2 separate regions of the Sus scrofa genome follow, and region 2 is linked to region 1. The links are chromatin contacts, called in public HiChIP or PLAC-seq maps. All regions are on one chromosome and are shown on one strand. Each heading gives the region's core, a stretch centred on a gene start, on an enhancer-like site or on the middle of the called end of the contact. The rest is flanking DNA. Distances are from core to core; before and after follow the strand shown.

Region 1 (2,984 bases), core at 473-2,972:
TGATGGGCACTTGGGTTGTGTATGTATCTTGGCTCTTATGCGTAATGCAGCATAGGAATGCGGGTATTTCTTTGGGATTCTGTTTTCATTTCTTTTGGGTATATACCCAGAAATGGAATGCAGGTTCAAATTAGAGATTGGGCCAGCTAAGGGAATGATTGATAAAATGTACATTTTATGTTATTGGTGACGTTATTTCGGTATAATCGTTCGTGTTGGATCAAGGCCGTGATAACACTGTGTAAGTTTAAGGTGTTGGAGTGTGTCGAATCAAGTACTGCAATATGATTACCGCCATAGCATTAGCTAACACCTGTGCCATTTCTTTTTTGTAAAGAAAAGAATTCATTACAAGTGGATTCTTTCCCGGTGATCCTATGGTAGTTCCCGTTTTAATTTCTTGAAGAACCTCCATGCTGTTTTTCACGGTGGCTGCATCAGTTCGCCTTCCCAGCGAACAATGCACAAAGGATCCTTTTTCCCCCACAACCTCCCCGGTGCTCTTACTGCTTTTGTGATGCTCGATCTCCTTGTGGTGTTGACTTGCATCTTCCTGATGATTAGAGATGTTGAGCAACATTTTGTTGACCTTTTGGCCATTCGTATATTTTTGGGAAAATGTCTTAATCAGTTTCTCTGACCATTTTTTAGTCTGATTGTGTTTGGTGATACTGAGTTGTGTGAGTTCTTCATATATTTTGCATATTAACCCCTTATGGGTTATAGGATCTGCAGATACTTTTCTCCCTCATTCTGTAGGTCGCCTTTTATCTTGATTTCCTTTGCTGTGCAGAAGCTTTTAATTTGATGTGGTTCTACTTGCTTATTTTTACTTTTGGTGTCAAATCCAAAGAATCACTGCCAAGACTGATGCCAGGGCTTTTAGCATCATGTAAGAGTCATATGGTTTCAGGTCTATGTTCAAGTCGACTTCTGTATATGATGCAAGATAGTGGTCCAGTTTCATTCTTTTGCATGGGACTATCCAGTTTTCCCATCATTTTTTTGTTCAAGAGACTATCCCGGGAAAGGCTTTTGAAAGAATGACATTGATAAAGAAATAGAGGGCCTGGGTTTGTTTTCTAATTTCGGGCACTAATGTGTTGCATGTTAGAAGTTCATCCGAGGTCATCTACTGAGAATTCAGAAACAGCATGAGAGTCTGATTGACAGGTCGGGAAGTGACACAGGAAGGAAATTACTAGAACCAGAATCCAGTTCTTTTTATTTTTACTGTGTTTCATTCTATATTGCTAATAGTTTTTTTCCTATTCTTTTCATAGTGCAGATGGAGAATTAGTCAGCACTCCTCAAATAGTAACTTCTTTTCACACGAAGACTGTTATTAATAAGTGGTGAAACCAATCTCCATCCTTTAGAAGTAGGTATTAGATAACCTTGAAGATTAAATGTCCTGTTTGAAATGAAAAATACTGGCTCAGCCAGGCTCGTTATGAAAATGTGTACGTGAGAGACAGGCATATAAAACTTAAGACCATTTTGATATGAAATAATTAATGATCAGTTTCTCTTAATTTTTCACATAAAACCTAAGCTTTGAGTTTAGTGTTTTTTGATCCTTTAGAGCATAGAGGTAGGGAAATAAATATCCTCTGGTTATTGCCTTTGTCTGGCAGTGGGGAAAATGTACCACCTGATATTAAGGTCTCAGCAAATAAGTAGTGGAGCAAAACTGATTTTCTACCTTGTGTGTGTCTTTGCTTCGTGACCAAGTAAGGCAGCTTCTTGGCTGTGAACATGGGTTTTCCAGCCAAATGACTAATTCAAGGTTCCCTGGATGTTAAATTTAGATTCAGAGAGTCGGATCTCACCTTAAATATTGAACATTTTTCACAGCTTGATGATAGAGCTTTATACCATAGACTTTGCTTGCCTTGTGCAACTGTGACTATTCTTTTTTTTTTTTTTTTTTTGTCTTTTGTCTTGTTGTTGTTGTTGTTATTGTTGCTATTTCTTGGGCCGCTCCCGCGGCATATGGAGGTTCCCAGGCTAGGGGTCGAATCAGAGCTGTAGCCACCGGCCTACGCCAGAGCCACAGCAACGCGGGATCCGAGCGGCGTCTGCAACCTACACCACAGCTCACGGCAACGCCGGATCGTTAACCCACTGAGCAAGGGCAGGGACCGAACCCGCAACCTCATGGTTCCTAGTCGGATTCGTTAACCACTGCGCCACGACGGGAACTCCAACTGTGACTATTCTTAACCTTTGCTTCCTCCTCATCCTCTGCCTTTTTCCATGCGGGGGCTCCAAGACCAGATGCATAGGGACGGCTGTGGAAGTTAGTAGAATATCTGGGAGAATAGGTAACGTTTTGCTTGTGTCTGTAAGAAGGCTGTTGTTAAACCTGCCAGGTAATTGGAAGTGTGTTTAACAAACAAATACTTTGTGTATCTTGATCCTTTTCTTTTTCAAAAATACAAAATAGATTTTATTATAGTATTATTCAAGGTATGCATATACCTTTCACCTGTAACTGTATTTCTTGTGGTTCTTACGTTTAGCTTGATGAGGCTGTCTTCTTGAGAGGAGAGTTTTGTATGAAATATTTTTGTTGTGAGTTTCTAAAACCAGGAGATTATAATCTTTAATACATATTTCCTCACCACTTGTTATCTGTAATCAGGCCTCTATCTGTCCCTCCTGCTGGAGCTCATTTTTGCATTCTTTTGTTCAACAAATACTCATTTATTGCCTGTCATAGGCTGACTGTTATGACAAATACTGGAATACAGCGATAAATCAGACGCACTTCTTACCCTCATTGAGTTGACAGTCTAGACAAGGAGAGGCAAGGACTGGGGGAAGAGAGATTCCTATAAGGGCTGTTTGAATAATCCAGGGAAGAGATAAGGCCTGGGTTGGCCAAGTAACAGTGGCAGTGGACTGAAGTAGGCCCATAGGAGAGGTGGTAAAGGGGCAGAAATAAAAGAAGGTTTTTTTCCTTTTTTTTTCTTTTTTTT
Region 2 (2,822 bases), core at 4-2,503, 570 kb before region 1:
TAAATGCGGACTCTAGAAAAAGTCTTAGGTGTTCTGTCTGCATAGTGAAGCTCCTTTTGAAGCACAAAAGTTTTGGAGAAACTTTGGTTAAGCACAGGCCAATCACTGTGGCCTTAGGATACAGGATTCTGCTGGTGCTCCAGGCCTTCCATGGAGTCTGGGAGCATTCCCCTGTGCTCTGTAGGACTTCTGGAGCCCACGTGGAGGCCCACCTGATCCACAGGAAAAAAAAAAAAAAAAAAACAGGAGACACAGAATGGTTCTCCAAAGCAAATTTAGTGTCTTCCTCTCAGAAGGTGCTGGGCAGAATCTGTTTACTGATCTTTTTGAGCATCTGTTTACTGAAAATAGAATTGTTAAGTCAGAAAATATCCCTTTCCGGTTTAATTAAGAAGTAGCCTTGGAGATAAACTCAAAGTTTGAGCTGGAATGAACGTTCAAAGATGAAGAAAAGAAAAAGGAATGTGACTATGCCTTTCCTTGCAGGTCGATTGCGTCCTCTGAAACGTACGTCCCATGAAGGCAGGTGATAGTCTGCTTTGTTGTCTTGTTTGTGATTGGAACCCTGATGCCAATGCAATGTCTGTCGCTTAGTAGGTAGTCAATAAATATTTGCTACCTTAAATTTTCAAAAATACCTTAAAAAAAAGAATGGTGTTATTTCTACTGTTCCGCAGAAGTCCACAGAGTAGGTTCATTATGTAAAATACGCACAACATTAGCCTGAGTTCTCCTGTCCCTGTTGGGGTTCTAAAAATATCAGGGCGTGGTAAATGCAACTGTCGAGCTCAAGGAGGATCATTTCCCGAATGCCCTCCTCCTCGAGGTCAGAGTCACACACCATCGCGGGCCGGGAGGGCGCCCAGGCACGCACAGTTGTGCATGCAGAATGACGGCCTCCACATTTAGCCAATGACTCACCACTCTGAATGTCACTGGGCCTGGAACAACTTGAAAGGGAAGGCAGGAAAGCTAGTGACGCCGAAATCTCGGTGGAGTGTGCTGACGAAGACATGCTCCTGCTGATGAAAGGCTCAAATGGATGTTTCCACTCCTGCCCTCACTGGCTAATACCAATTATCTGTAAGAATCTGGTGGCCAAGAATTGTTTTAACAAGGGAAGGACTAAGCTACGAATGTAGAAAAATACCTACAAACATCATAAACTTGATTGTTTATAGGGTGATCTTGTTTTGTGAAGATCAGCGACAAATGCAAATCAGATGTAGAAAGCGGTTGGCAGTTGGCATGAATGATAAAACTTCCACACTGATCAGTGCTGCAAAGCTGGGAGGAATCTTCAGTCCCTACACTCTCCAAACTTAGAATCTGAAGACTCAAAATCAAGACACGGGACAGAGTCAAGACATCTATAGAGAAACATACCAGAAAATGGCATTTAACTTATAAAGCACACCATTTTCTTCTGGCATTGGAGAAAAACCATCAGGATGACACAAGTGGGATGGGTTCATCAAGAAGGACTTCCTGAGGAAATGTGAGGTTTGTGCCATGGGATTCGGGAAGAAGGAAAGGCCCAATGGTGAGAAGGAAGGAGGCAGACACCCAAGGCAGGTGAATGGCTTCTGCATTAGGCCCAGAGGAGGAGATACAGTGATGGGGGCAAGAGTCTACATCAGCAAGACCAGGCTGTTACGGTCACTCATTTCTCTGGAGACAGGGACCTCAGAAAAGAGGTAAGGCAGGGACCCTCCATCTACAGAGGGGAAAACATGCTTGGTAGACTAAGTGGCTCACAGCCACCAGGCGGTAGAGCTCAGTCTTGAAGTCTGGACTTTGGACTCCAACCAAAGAGCATTTTCAGGTTCCTTTAATGATCATGATAGTCAGAAATAGAAACAAACATGAGGACAGCTTTTAAAAGAGCCCTGTCAGGTGCAGGAATAGGGTGAGGGAATGTGCTGTATCTTTCCAAAGGACTCAACAGTTACGAATTTGATCTGTTTGATTTGTTGGTCAAGAGTCATGGAAAATGGATTAGTGAGACCAAGGTCACGGTGTCAGTGTCCCGGGAAGCAGGGTTGAGAACACAGCTGCAGGCCGTTGTTCTCTTGGCTCACTCAGGTACACCAGTCTGCAAAAGCTTGGGGTAAGAGGGGTAGCAAATGGGAGCCGAGACGTTAGAAAATGGATCTCTCATCATGCACATCCCCACAGACAGAAAATACCTCCAACACATACTCAGCAGTGGATTGTCCCAAGATCTTTTGCACACAAAGACCAGCGCGTTATTACTGGCGCTGACGTTAGACTAGACGCTCACTCTTTTCCCCTGTAGCCTGACTTCAGGAGCTCCCCGCTGAAATCCAGCCACATCTCTGCACAGAATTATCCACACTTAAAGAGTGACAGGTCCACATTTGCTTAATTTCAACTTTTCAACTTAATTAAAAAGACCAGGGGAATAGTTGGTAAATACTTTGGGTCTAAATAAGTCTGATTGTATCACGAAATGGAATCAGTGTATTTTGAAATTTAAAAGTGATCCTATGCCCTTCATCAGCCACAGATGAGAGTCCTTTGCATGTGGTGGGTACAAACTGTTCTCACCAGCTGGTCAACCACAAAAGAAACCAATTCTTGGGCACTGCCAAAGATGCCTTAACTTTCTCCCTCTGCAATGCCATCATCCTCTACCCTCTCATACCCGCAAGGGTTCTGGACTCTTTTTCCTTCCCCTTTGGCATTTTGTCAGTGGTTTTCAACCTCCTGTTCTCATTGAAATCACTGGGGAACTTCAAAAATCTAATGGTTGGGTGCCATGTCCAGAGATATTGATTTAGTTGATCTGGAGAATGCCC

Evidence for each region. HiChIP or PLAC-seq counts read pairs in DNA pulled down with a chosen protein or histone mark.
Region 2: an H3K27ac HiChIP or PLAC-seq map of skeletal muscle shows a contact between it and region 1, with 3 times the contacts expected there. The contact joins two enhancer-like sites. A contact is called at or near these places in 1 of 47 Hi-C or Micro-C datasets (skeletal muscle) and 1 of 2 datasets of contacts at active chromatin or transcription factors (skeletal muscle).

Annotation. Positions count from the first base shown.
Region 1 is chr18:15,799,224-15,802,207 of Sscrofa11.1, reverse strand. The region is part of intron 6 of EXOC4 (exocyst complex component 4); the gene reads left to right. Among named protein-coding and RNA genes, the nearest start is that of EXOC4, 110 kb to the left of the region's middle. Within about 2 kb of position 1,722, at least 3 of the 83 cell types and tissues checked have an H3K27ac peak or open chromatin away from gene starts, as enhancers often do. A contact at or near this core is called in skeletal muscle, where this site is marked.
Region 2 is chr18:16,366,997-16,369,818 of Sscrofa11.1, reverse strand. No RefSeq gene overlaps it. Among named protein-coding and RNA genes, the nearest start is that of PLXNA4, 110 kb to the left of the region's middle. Within about 2 kb of position 1,253, at least 6 of the 83 cell types and tissues checked have an H3K27ac peak or open chromatin away from gene starts, as enhancers often do. A contact at or near this core is called in skeletal muscle, where this site is marked.